Regions from separate parts of the Mus musculus genome. Here region 1 is linked to region 2. A link is a contact called in public HiChIP or PLAC-seq data. All regions are on one chromosome and are shown on one strand. Each heading gives the region's core, a stretch centred on a gene start, on an enhancer-like site or on the middle of the called end of the contact. The rest is flanking DNA. Distances are from core to core; before and after follow the strand shown.

Evidence for each region. HiChIP or PLAC-seq counts read pairs in DNA pulled down with a chosen protein or histone mark.
Region 1: a FOXA1 HiChIP or PLAC-seq map of pancreatic cancer cells shows a contact between it and region 2. The contact joins the promoter of Dguok here to the enhancer-like site in region 2. A contact is called at or near these places in 5 of 484 Hi-C or Micro-C datasets (B cells, CD4 T cells, CD8 T cells and 1 more) and 4 of 115 datasets of contacts at active chromatin or transcription factors (T-cell acute lymphoblastic leukemia, memory CD8 T cells, pancreatic cancer cells and 1 more).

Annotation. Positions count from the first base shown.
Region 1 is chr6:83,502,733-83,509,335 of GRCm38.p6, forward strand. It overlaps Dguok (deoxyguanosine kinase), which reads right to left and starts at 4,237. Exons shown (of 7, transcript NM_013764.2): 1 at 4,016-4,237. The coding sequence starts at 4,157.
Region 2 is chr6:82,904,987-82,911,839 of GRCm38.p6, forward strand. No RefSeq gene overlaps it. Among named protein-coding and RNA genes, the nearest start is that of 2310069B03Rik, 27 kb to the left of the region's middle. Within about 2 kb of position 4,390, at least 137 of the 459 cell types and tissues checked have an H3K27ac peak or open chromatin away from gene starts, as enhancers often do. A contact at or near this core is called in CD8 T cells and pancreatic cancer cells, where this site is marked.

The DNA.
Region 1 (6,603 bases), core at 2,987-5,486, 600 kb after region 2:
GGATTCTGGCAGTCACATGAGCACAAAGGCAGGGCAACACAGAGATGAGTAGAGCACTGGTGGCTCCGACCCAGGGAAGGTACTGAACATGTCAGCAACACTCAAGTGCATACAGTCATGGGTAGGAAGCTCTGCCAGCCCACACAGGATGCACAGGATGAGGAACTCAGTGTGGGAGCTGCCATCTGAGTGTGTGCTGAGGGAAGTAACTGGGGACTAGAGCCAAGGCAGATGCAGTCTCCCAGGTTGCTCTGCAGCACCTCCAAGGCTTTACCTACCCCCACCTGTCACCAGCTCCATGCCTGGACTCGGTCCCATCTTAAGTCTCTCTGTACTTGGGTACCCAGTCAAGTCAGTTCGGGATCTCCTCTATGTGTCTCGCAGATCTCTCAGACAAAATGTATCCCTTTTACCTCCCCAGAATATCTCTTCCTTGATTTCATCCCCTGCTTACTGAGTCAGAATGCAAACTGTAAACCTGAGCACCCTCCTCCTCTGCTAATCTCCAAGCAGTCACTGAGTCCTGGCCATCTCGATTCCTGACTATCCTTCAACTGTCCCTTCTTTCTCCCTCCATTCAAGCCTGTGTCATCTCTCCTCCTTCAACTTCAACAGCTGTGGAAACTAGTTTTTTACTTTAGAACTTTCCAATTTATTTACTTGCCCATTGGACAAGCTAGAAACAAAGCATTATGGGTACTGCAACACATGTGACATAGAAAGTGTCCACTTTAGGAAGCACTTGTTTACACTTAACTGTAGCCTGTGGCTTTCTAGACACGAATCTAGTTACGGCACACCCTGACGTCAACTCTCTAGTGGCTCAGGCAGCCACCTACTGCCAACAGGATGAAGCAGTATCCACAGGCTCACCAGCATCTGGCCATCCTCCTCTGCAAACTCCCTAAGGCAGTGTTCTGCCACTACCTTAGTTTTCTTGTCTTGGTGGCAAAGTACCTGACAACTGAGACAATTGGGAGGGAGGGTTTCTTCTGGCTCAGTTTGAGTCCATCTTGGTGGAAACTCCCAGCATCAGGAGGGTAAGGCAGCTTTGCATCCCAAGAAGGAAGCAGGGAGAGATGAATGCTGGTACTCTGTATAGGAGCCACGGTGCACGGAGCCAATAAATATAATAACAGTTGTAAAAAGATTCCAGAAACTCTCTCTGGTCACTATCTCTCCCCGCTCTTTTTTCAAAGACAGGGTTTCTCTGTGTAGCCATAGCTGACCTGAAACTCAGAAATCTGCCTGTCTCTGCTTCATGAGTGTTAGAACTACACTCCTACCCAGCTAATTTGCCCTCTTGACTAGATCATTTTTTTTAAAAAAATCTACTAATGTGTTTCAATCTTTCACAGAAAGAAAAATAGCCTTAACATCAAGGGCCTCAGTCTTTTCCTTCAATATAGTCTTCTGGCTTTAAATACCACATATATATATACCACATATATATGTATGTGTGTATACACACACACACACACACACACATATATGCATCCTCCACTCGCATACCCACGAGCTTATTCAATACTTCTATTCTACTTGGCTATCTCATAGCCACATTGAAACCCAATCATGCTTAAAACCAACTCTTGAAACCACTAACACAGTCTGTTCTTCCCAGACTTCTCCGTTTAAGACAGTCTAAGCTGGGTGTGTTAGTGCGCAACGGTAATCCCAGAATGGAGGAGGTGGAGGCAGAGGATGTATGTTAAAGGTTAGTTTGGAGCTGCATCGGGAGTTCGAGGCCAGCCTGGACTCTGTAAGCAAGAGTTTGATGTGGGAAGAGAACAAAAGCAAAGCTCATGGTCTGGGCTGGGCAGATGGCTTAGCAGTTAAGAGTGTCTCCTGCTCTTCCAGAAGACCTGAGCTTGGTTCCCAGTGCCCATATTTGTGGCTCACAAACACCTGCAACTCTCCCTGCACTCACACACACATTCTCACACCCAGATGTAGAACTTAAACAACAAAACAAACAAACAAACAAACCAAAAAACCCAAAAAGGACGGGGGATGGACTTCAGTGGCAGAACATTTGGCTAGCATGCACAAGATCTCATGATAAAATAACTAAGTAACTAAGTAAACAAATATACATTAGAAAACAATCCAAACTAAGTCTTCCAAGCTGTTCCAGTAAAGATGACTGAGGTTATCACGGCCTCCTCCAGAACACACACCTCATCTATCACCAGGCCCCCCTGGCCTACCTTAAACTCTAACTTTCACCGGGGTCCAGCTTAGCTTGTTATACTGCAATGGCTTCCTAACTGAAACCTTCCACTTCCTATGCACTGAGCAGAGATGCTTTCATCTCTCAACACCTCAAACCATTGAATGGCTTCCTGTCTCAGGGTGTTATCCATGGGAGGCCTGTCCTTTTCTGATGAGAAACGCAAGAATGGATGGAGGGTAGTGGAGGGAGAGGCTGGGAGGAGAGGAAGGAGGAAATTGCCGTTGGGATATAATATATAAGAGAGTAAAATTTAAAATTAAGAAAACAACCCACGATAGTCTTTGGGATCTACACAACCCGGTCCTCCTTCATCCACCTGATCATTTCCTCCACTGCCCTCCTTGGTGACTCTACTTTGGCTGGAATGGGTTCCCTCCTGCTCACTGAACACACCATTCTATCCCCAGGCCTTCCGACTTGCTCTGCCTGGAATACTGTTGGTCAGCTGCCCACCTCGCTCACTCCCCCACACTGTTCAGGTTATTGATCCAGCATCCCTTCACCAGTGAGGTACTTGGCAATTACTATATTTGGAAGACAGACAACCACCCTCAACCTCTCATCTTACTCATCAATAGCTCATCCACTGTTTATTTACCCCGCTTAATTAATTTCTGTAGCTTTATTATGTATCACTTCCTATTAAAGTGCAGAATTTTTATTTGATCTGGTCATGGCTGTATCCGTAGGGTCAAGGAACAGTGCCAGCACAGAGAAGACACTCAAAGGGCGATTTGCTGAATGAATAAAACGAGAAACTATTTGCTGCTAGAATGTCTTGAGCAGCCCACACCTGATAGCATTATCAGCATCTGTGCAGAGCTAAGTACCCTCAGAATTCAGCAACAGTGAGTTGAGCCATTTTCCTTCCATGTTGCTTTTTTGTTTTTTAAGATACTGGGTTACTTATAACAAAATATATAATAAGTATCTATTTCTAAATTTAAGAAGCATGATCCTTCCTAACCAGGCAGGCAACTTTCTGTGAGTTTGAGCCCAGCTTGGTCTAAATAGCAAGATCCAAGCCAGCTAGGGCTACACAGTGACTGTTTCAAAACAATAGAACACTGTCATAATAATTTGTAGTGCAATTAACATGGGGGTACAGCAAAATAGTGAAAATGGAATCTGTTAAGAATTGATCTAAGCCAGGCGGTGGTGCCACATCCCCTTAATCCCAGCACAAGGGAGGCAAGGGGCAGGCGGATCTCTTCTGAGTTCTAGGCCAGCCTGGTCTACAGAGCGGGTTCCAGGACAGTCAACGCTACACAGAGAAACCTTGTCTCAGGGGAAAAAAAAAAAAAAAAAAAGTCTAAATAAACAATGGCTCATTTTTTAAGTGTATGCCCCAAATACTGCATGTGACACACCAAAATTATCTTAAACTATGTAAACTGGACATTTATTTTTATTTTTGCTAAATCTGGTGATGCTATTTTAGGAAAAGAACCGGCACACTGTCGCATCTATTTCTAGCGAATGAAACATGCCAGTAAACCAGTATAATTCTGGGGCTATCTAAAGCCTGCGTCAGGCTATTACGTCCCCGTGGGTGAGTAGGTGGGCGGGTACTGGGGCCCAATGTCTCCCAAAATCAAAACCCGCGGTGCACTGTGGGAGAAAGGCCTGACATGCAGAACCGGCCGGCAGGTTGGGCGGTGGCAGCAGAAGGGGTCAGGTGGGCAGGGTGGGACAGATCTGAGGCCAACTTCTTTTCCCAGCCTCTCAGCCACCTACTCGGCGGAGGCCAAGGCTCGACAGCCACTTTCTGGCCCTTACCGATGTTGCCTTCAATGCAGAGCCTTCGGGGGCCGCCCCCGTCGTGCATGGCCCTGGCGTGTGGCGCGTCCACGAGCGCGTTCCGCAGCGGGGAACGGAAAGACGCTCGGAGACGACGCAGAAGGAACCGACCTGCAGCCATCCTACCCAAGCCGAGCAAGGCGGGCACTTCCGCCGAGAGCACTTCCGCCTGCGATCAAGCGACGCCAGCGCACCTTTGACGTCAGAGGGCCGTCAGGCAGGAAGTGGCTGGTTTTAGCTCTCTAGGCGGGTGAGGCCGCAGGAGCTGCTCTGTTCTCGCGACATTTGCAGGGACGATGTGGGAGTGTCTCGGTGTTGTGGTGTAGGAGGGTGTGCTGAAGTAGAGTTCAGGCGTCCGTAGCCCTCTCATCGTTTTAATTAATATGTGTATATTGCATATTAGTATGGTGTACAGGGTGAGTCGCAGGACAGTCAGGGCTACACAAAGAAACCCTGTCTTGAAAAACAGAACAACAAAAATCTTGTTATACTTATTTATTTTGATATTTTGAGACAAGGTCTCATGTAGTGCAGTTGGTCCTCCTGCCTCCCCGTCCCAAGTGGTGAGCCTACAATGTGTGTTCCAGCATGCTCATTACGTATCATTTTACTTACTCATTAATGGCGCACTTGTAGAGGTCAGGACGACTTATAAGAGTCTGCTCAAACTCAGGCTATCAGTCTTGGCAGCTAGTGTTTTTACCTGCTGAGCCGTCTCACTGGCCCTAAGATAAATGCCTTCTTCCTCCATACTTTGGGACTTTATTGCCTACAGGAAGAGACTGGACTGTTTTAAGCAGGAAGGGAACAATCCAATAACTTACACAAGTAATGTTTCGCATCCTGTGTAACTGTCAGCACAATGTTGGACCATTTATTTTATCACACCCCATTTTATTTTGACCTTTAAATAGGTAAATGTTCACTTGGAGGAATCTCATCAGGATAACGAGTTGGATTAAGCATGGTATTGGCTCTGTAAGAATGAATCCTGGAGAGGAGACATGTACAGGACTATATGCAGTGAGTGAGGGGAGAGGAGGCATGGAAGAGACTTTCTGAAACATAAAATCTACAGTCCTGCAGTTGTTGGAAAGATGTGACCTGTGGAGCCTAGCACACACAAAGCTGTGGGCTGGATCTGGAGCAGAGAACTCCAGTATGGTGGCACACGCCTGTAATCCTAGAACTTGAGAGGTGGAGGTAGGAGGCTCAGAAGTTCAGTCATCCTTGGCTACACAGTGCATTGGAGGCCATCTTGGGATGTACGAGACTAGCTCAAAAAGGAGGAGGGGGCTTGCAAGTTGACTAAAGGCACTTGCTGCTAAGCCTGTTCACCACAGGGTCACAATCCTCAGGTCCCACGTGGTGAAATGAGAGAACCACCACCTGAAAGGTGTCCTCTGACCACTGCACTTAGCCTTGGCTACAACAACTATAATCTAGGTAGGATTCTCGTGGAGATCGGAGCCGCTAAATTCTATCCATTGCCACTGCCACACACCAGTAACCATCACTGTGCAGAAATACCGATTACATTTCTTTGCTTGTATAAAATCAGAGCTGGGAAATACTTAACTGCCCCTGTCCCCCAAAGAATGAGAGTCTCTCTGTCCTCGGGGTCATTGTAATTGAGAGGCTGAGTCAGGAGTAGTGTTGCCAATTCAAGCCCTGCAGGTCAGCCTGGGACACAGTGTGAAGCCTTGCCTTAAAGAAGTTTATGGTTATTGAGATGAATTAAGCTGGAGAGACTGCTCAGCGGTTAACAGCACGACTGCTCGCTCTCCCATAGGGCCGGAGTTCAATTGTCAGCAACCATATGTTGGCTTACAACCATCTGTAATGGGATCTGATGCCCTTTTCTAGTGTGTCTGAAGAAAGCTATTGTGTGTGTGTGTGTGTGTGTGTGTGTGTGTGTGTGTGTGTGTGTGTATACACACACACACACACACACACACACACACATGACTCAGCATGGGACTAGAGAGATGGCTTAGCCGGCTGTCCTTCTGCCTCAGCCTTCTCAGTAAAGGCAGGTCATCATGCCTATCTATTTCTTTTTTATTTTGGATTTATAGAGTGAATTAATGAACCAAACCATCTTTATCTAGTTACCTGCCAGTTACTCTGATGCCACTATTGATAATGATCTTTTTATCCTTTTTATACTTATTATATGCTATGCCATTCATAAGAATTAATCAGGCTGGGTATGATAATAATAATAATCACTGCACCCTTGGAGGTAGAAGCAGGGCAATTAAGAGTTCAGGGTATTTTCAACTACAAAAGGAATTTGAAGTCAAGCCTGGGCTACACAAGACCTGGTCTGATTTTTTTTTTTTCAGAATCTCTTTGGTTCTATTCTAAATTCCTAAGAGAAAGAGCCTGCAGCATGAAGCTAGGGTTTTATAGAACAAACAAGAGCTGGGTTAGTTACTTTTCTTGTTGCTGTAGCATGATACCTGACACAAGCAAGGTATGAGAGGAAAGGTTTGTTGGCTCTTGGATTCAAAGGATTTCAGTCCAGGACAACGGATTAAGGCCCACCTTAGAGACAGACCTAC
Region 2 (6,853 bases), core at 3,140-5,639:
ACTGTTGGGCTGCAGGTCACAGACAGAGCGTGCCAACTCCAGCCTCCTCTTTCTTTCCACGGTTCCTGGGAACCCTGACTTTTACCTCCCAGCTAGAGCTCCTGACATCTCACTCCTGAAGACCACACGTCATGAACTCCAGGCTACCAATACTCACCGCATCTTAGACACATCACCGGGCACCGACGCACAAGTGGCTGCTTCTGACCTGTGAACCAAACCAAGGCCTCGCACACGCAAGTAACTTACCCCGCCCGGAGCTACATCTCCGACCCACACCCAGTCTTCTTTTTTTTTTTTTTTTTTTTTTTTTTTTTTCTTCTCTGTGCCCTGAGCTTGCGACCCAGCCCTAGTGGGTCTCAATACTTCTAAGGAGAGGACCCAATTGGCCATTCTCTTTTTCTGTTCAAGTCATTGTGACGGCTTGCTTTCATTGTCAGCCTGACTGGTCTTAGAATGCCCTAGGACACACAGCTCTCGGCACATCAGAGGGTATTTGCAGAGAGTTTTAAGTGAGGAGGGGAGACCTGTCCTAAATGCAGGCTGCACCATCCTCTTGCTGGGCTACTGGGCTTAATAGGAAGGAGGGAGAATGAAGCAAACTGAGCAACAGTATTTAGTGCTCTGTCCGTCCTGACGGCAGACACAGTGCAACCTCGCCTCTGGCTCCTCCATTCTTGTCACCATGACCTCTAAAACTTTAATCCAAAATAAACCTTTCTCTCCTAAAACTGCTTTTTGTCAGGTATTGGTGGTGTCCAGGCCAGAGGAACTGCAGCCAGCGCTGGAGTTTGTGGAGTGTGGCTCAGTGGTTAGCGCAGCTACAAAGCGTGTACCTCCAAGAGACAGTTCCCCTGGAGGGTTGTGCCCAGCATGTCCTCTGTTGCTGCTAGAGTTTCTTGCGCTTGGTGCTATGGTGTTTTCCTCGTGACTAGCTTGGTGTGATTATCTGTGGGAGCTTCCCACTCCTCCCTGGGCATTTCATCTGCCATATAGAATAGAAGTGCTGATTTCCCCAAGACAAGGCTGCTTACGGATTCAAGATTCAGTTGAGCTTTCTGAGAAGAGTTTAAAGACACAAGTAGCTAGGGCTTCTAATGAGGGATTTGGAGGATAGGGATAAGACTTGAAAATACCTCTTTTCCAGCTGGACGTGAGACAGGGAATAAGAACAGGGAAGTTTCAGGCATTGTTAGCCCACAGTTCTTGGCTGTGAGACTCAGGCCAGTGATCAAAGACAGCAATTATGTTCCTAACTATGGTTAGGTCTGAGTCTCCTGGTCATGTAGCTTATAGATCTAATTGCAGGGTTTTGGTACGCACCTTAAGAAAACAGAATACTTTGTAAGAGGGAACTAAATGATCCTATTGGGAGTGAAAGAGAAGAAAAGCAAATGGTTAACTAAATGGCTAGCTAAGCCAGCTCAGAAAGGACAACTCAGCTAGGCTTTGTAAACTAGAACAAGAACAACAGTCCAGTTGGCCACACTGTAACCGCAAACTGCTGTCAGCCAGTACAAGAAACTGGCTGAAATATACTTAAAACTAGAAGAGAAAATTAGAGTGTTATGCTTCAAACATAACAGGTCTATGTGTCTTCCTATCTCTGACTTCCTATCTGTCTCCCCCTCGGACCCCTGACCTGCTGGAGTTGGACTCCGGGAAGATATTTTGTCACAGCAATGAGCAGATAACTAATGCAGTCACTATCTGGCATTGCCTACAGCTCTCCCTACAGACCTAAGTTCAAATCCCCCATGCCCATATAAAAAGATAGGCGCAGTGGTATATGGTTGAGATCCCTGCACTGGGAGGGCAGAGATGAGAGTCTCTGAAGCTCATTGGTCAGCCAGGCTAGCTAATCATCTCCAGGTTCAGCGAGAGACTATATCAGAAATAAATAAAAAGTAAAGAATGATTGAGGAAGATGCCTAACATCAACCCTGGCCTACACACACACACACACACACACACACACACACACACACACACACACACACACACACACACACATCATATATAACTTAAAGGTAAAATCTCTACCAGAACTAGCCATCACTAACAGTTTAGCTGTGTTGTCCCACACAAACTTGTGACAATAGAGATGAGTTAGCATCACAGTCGATAGTGAGATGGCAGTACTTAGCAGTGCTCTCCTGCCTCAAACCACCATGAGCAGCCAGCCACAAGCTGGGCTTATCATTCTCTGTGGTTAAAGAGTACGGGCATCCATGAGACATTTCAGTAAGGGCTGGGCATTGGGAAGAGCTTATTATGGGGCCTAGGCTACTACAGGTGATTTGAAGAGAGGTTTAAGAATTCGGGGCATTGATTGGATTGGATACTGAAGAAGCCAAGTCATTCTGAGACCAGACATCTTAATATATCCTGTCTGAAAAGAGGGGAAACTAGTGTAAGGCCAAAGCTAGAGAAGAGTCAAACACCTATGTCCTTACATCAGCTGGGAGAGGTGGATTCATGCTCACTTCTTCTTTTTTTTTTTAATTAGGTATTTTCCTCATTTACATTTCCAACGCTATCCCAAAAGTCCCCCATACCCTCCCCACCCCTACCCACCCACTCCCACTTTTTGGCCCTGGTGTTCCCCTGTACTGGGGCATATAAAGTTTGCAAGTCCAATGGGCCTCTCTTTCCAGTGATGGCCGACTAGGCCATCTTTTGATACATATGCAGCTAGAGTCAAGAGCTCCAGGGTACTGGTTAGTTCATAATGTTGCTCCACCTATAGGGTTGCAGATCCCTTTAGCTCCTTGGGTATTTTCTCTAGCTCCTCCATTGGGGGCCCTGTGATCCATCCAATAGCTGACTGTGAGCATCCACTTATGTGTTTGCTAGGCCCCGGCAACAAAAGAAACAGCTATATCAGGGTCCTATCAGCACAATCTTGCTAGTGTATGCAATGGTGTCAGCGTTTGGAGGCTGATTATGGGATGGATCCCTGGATATGGCAGTCTCTAGATGCTCCATCCTTTTGTCTCAGCACCAAACTTTGTCTCTGTAACTCCTTCCATGGGTGTTTTCATGCTCACTTCTGTGGTCTGGGCACTATTCTTGTTTGTGCCTGTGCCTGTGTTTACATGTACCTAGAGCTCTTGCTTTCATTCTGACCTGTCCTCTGCACTGAGTGTCTTATCCAGTGCTGATGCTCTGAGCCATTCCCCGTTCAACAGAGCTTGCAGAACCCACATGCTTGGCTAGCGCCCAGCACTCCGGGGTGACTCTCCTCCCTCTACGTTGTCTCTTCCTCACTAACCAGTGTTGCAGACATGTTTTCACGCCAACACTGAGTCATATTCAACTAAAAATATTTTTCATTGACTCGTTGTGTTTTCCTGTTAGCCTTAGAATTAATGTTAGCATGATGAAAATCTTTAGAGACACATCTCCACGCGGGCTTCAGAATTGGAGAGACTTGAAAACAGTCCCACCTCCACTGGGAGATGACTGTGTGATGTTCAGCAGGCTCCTGCTCTGAACCTGTTTTTTGGCTACAAATATGACTATTTATTCTAGACTTTCTGGAGTTGAGATTAGTATGAAAAATGTTTACTATACCATACATAAAATTAGTACATGCATGGACATAATTTTTATTATTAGTTAAAGCAACTATTCCTATATAGGATGTCTATTCTTGGAAAAGAATATTGTTATCTCAGATAAATGAGTTTAATATCTTTGATCTGGAAGGAAGAGCAGGAGAGACTAGTCTGCAAATAACCAAACACGAATTATTAATAGAGAATTATTAATAGAGAATTATTAATAGAGAATTATTAATAGAGAAAATTAAGGTCTAAGCGGGAGTTCAGAACCCAAGCTAGAGGGAGGCTGTGGGAGTTATAAAGGGAAACACCCTGACACTACCTGTCACAGCAGAGCGTCTGTGTGGTGCTTTGAATGTGAACTCCATAGGCTCAGGTGGGAGAAAACTTAGACCCCAGTCACTGGTGCTATTTGGGGAGGTTTAAGACGCGAGGTCTTGTATGTCACTGGGGTCAGCGGTCAAGCTTAGATGGCCTCTCCCCGCGTGCAGTTTACTCTCCCAAGTTTGTGCTTGTGGTTGGGGGTGTGAGTTCCTAGCTTTCTGCTCCAGTCACTGCCTGCTGCCATGTCACCACGCCCGCCAGGCTTCCAGGCCACGGTGGAATTTTATCCCTCTGGAACCGAAAGCCAAAACCAAGGATTTTCCCGTAAGTTGCTTTTGGTTGTTTGATGTTTTACCACAGCAACAGAAAAGCAACTAAGTCAGTCAGCCTGCGAGACAGAGGATTCCCAGCAGCCATGACTCAGCGCTGTGGAACCGGGGCAGCTGGAGCCTTGTGAGTTTCTGCAGGAGTGAGTACACACTAGTTCTTGCCATGACTCAGCGAGCCAGGTCAGCGATGGTCACACAGACTCACTCAGTTAATATTGTTGACGTCTCTGTAGGGCACGTCTTAGGCACTGTGCATCTAGGATTATGCTAAACGGCTATGGTGCGGGACAATATGAAGTACAGACTTAGTAAGAAGGAAAATAACTCTAACAGAATAAACAAGCCAAAAAGAGGAAATGCACATTAATGATAAATGCTATGCTGAGAAGGATGTGTAGGTAGTGTTGTAGGTTAAATATGAAATGGCTCCCACAGGCTCGCACTTGTTTGCCACTTGGTGGTGCTGTTTGCAAAGGTTATAGAACGTTTAGGTTTGGAGCCTTGTTGGAGGAAGTTAATCACTGGGGACCAGGCCTCTGTCTCTCTGTTTCTCTCTCTGCCTGTCTCTGTCTGTCTGTCTCTGCCTGTCTCTGTTTCTCTGTCTCTCTCTGTGTGTATTTGTATCTGTCTGTCTGTCTGTCTGTCTGTCTGTCTGTCTGTCTGTCTGTCTCTCTTTCTCTCCCCTCTCTGTGAGGGTGAAACATGGTTGCTCTGCTTCCTGACTGCCAGGCCATCCTCATTTTCCTGCCGCCATACTTCCTCACCTTAATGGACTGTGTTCCCAGTAAGCTCCCCTCCCCTGCTAAGTTGCTTTTGGTCAGGGTCTTTTATCCCAGCAACAGACAAGCACGCATCTATACTGTGTGATCAGGGTGGTCCTCATTCTGGAAGTGATACTTAAAATAAAGCCTAAATAGCCAGAAGAAGCCAGGCTTTCCACCAATAATGAGCTTAATTGGCATATGGTAGGAAAAGCCTTATCGTGTCCACAATGAGTGCCCACCTTGAGTGAGAGGGAAGAAAAAAATAAAAATAAATAAAAAATAAAAAGTAATATATATGTAAAAAAAAAAAAAACTTAAGTAAGAACAACAGTTCTAAATTAGAAGGAAGGGTTGGAATTTCTCCTGGGTGTCATAAGAAGCCATTAGAAAACTTTAACTTGAAAGGAACATATTTAGCATTAATTTTTGAAAGATCACTGTCTACATCTAAATACCTTTAGTAAACTACAACTGGTGTTTTGTTTGTTTGTTCTGTTTTTGTCTTTTTTATCCAACTTCCTTATGTCCATTCTTCTGATAATGTAATCTTTCCCTCCCTGGACACGTATGTGACTTAGGCTTGGCCAATCACAGTATCCCATTTCCTTGGACACACTCATTGGTGCAATGGAGTCATGTGATATGAGCAGAGCTGTCCTTGTGATTCTTGGTTTACGCTGAAAAAGTAGTTTTGGCTTCTAAGATCTGTGGCTGAAAGGATGTGGAAGCAGCCATATTTCTTTTTCTCTTTAACATTCATTTATTTTGTGTATGTGTGCATGTATGTGCATGCACATGTGTGCCAAAGCACACATGTAGAGGTCAGAGGACAACTTGAGTCAGTTCTCCTGCCACGTGGGTTCTGGAGATCAAAGCCAGCAGCACGTGCCTTTGCTCATGAAGTCATCTCAGCAGCAGCCACCTTTTCTGCTTCTTTGAGTGGGGCCATTTACAGCAAGAAAGAAAGAAATCAGGCAAGACAAGCAAAGATGACAGACAGGCAGACAGACAGACTCCCTCTAACCCTGAATCCTAATTCCAGGGGCTGGGACCTTGACTCCTAAAGTCCTTTGTGCAGTCCTGAGGGTATCTTATTCCTGACTTCTCTACTAAGTGAGCCATGAATTTCTCCATTTACTGAACTGTTAGCCTTCTTAAAGGCATGCCAGTGTATACCTGTAATCCCAAGACTTTGGGGAACTGAGGCAGGAGAATCACAAATTCTGGGCTAGTCTGGGCTACATAGTAAGTTCAAGACCAGTCTGAACTATGTAGTAAGACCCTGTCTTGAAAAAAAAAATCCTTACTTCAGAATCTCCTTCTTAGCTGGAGTGTGTGTATGTGTGCATGTGTTTTCAATCTCTTTTTTCCTGGAGTAAAATCCACGTCCATCTTGGAAGTGGAATAGCACAAAGACTTAGTACATGTGTCCCTTCCATAGAGAAGCAAAGATGACATCAGTGGCTCCTGGTTTAGCAGAAGGAAACTCTGGCTATCAACATCACTCAACATGTATAAGACTAGAGGGCTGGAAAGATGACTCAGCAACTAAGGCACCTGCTACTCTTTCAGAAGGTCTGAGTTCAGTTTCCAAAACACACATCAAGCAACTCACAACTGCCTCTAACTTTAGCTTCGGGGATCCATTGCCCTCTTTTGGCCTCTTGAGGTAGCGGCACTCACGTATACATACGTTAACATACACATATACACATAATTTTTTAAAAAAATAAATCGCAGATTTGAGTAAAGCCTAAATATGGGTGGTTAAGACCCATCCTGAGATGATCGAAGATCAGATGTTGGTGAAGGCTTGTCCACCTTCCACTGCATGGGGTGCACAGTGAGTGCCTGCCATGGTGATCACGTG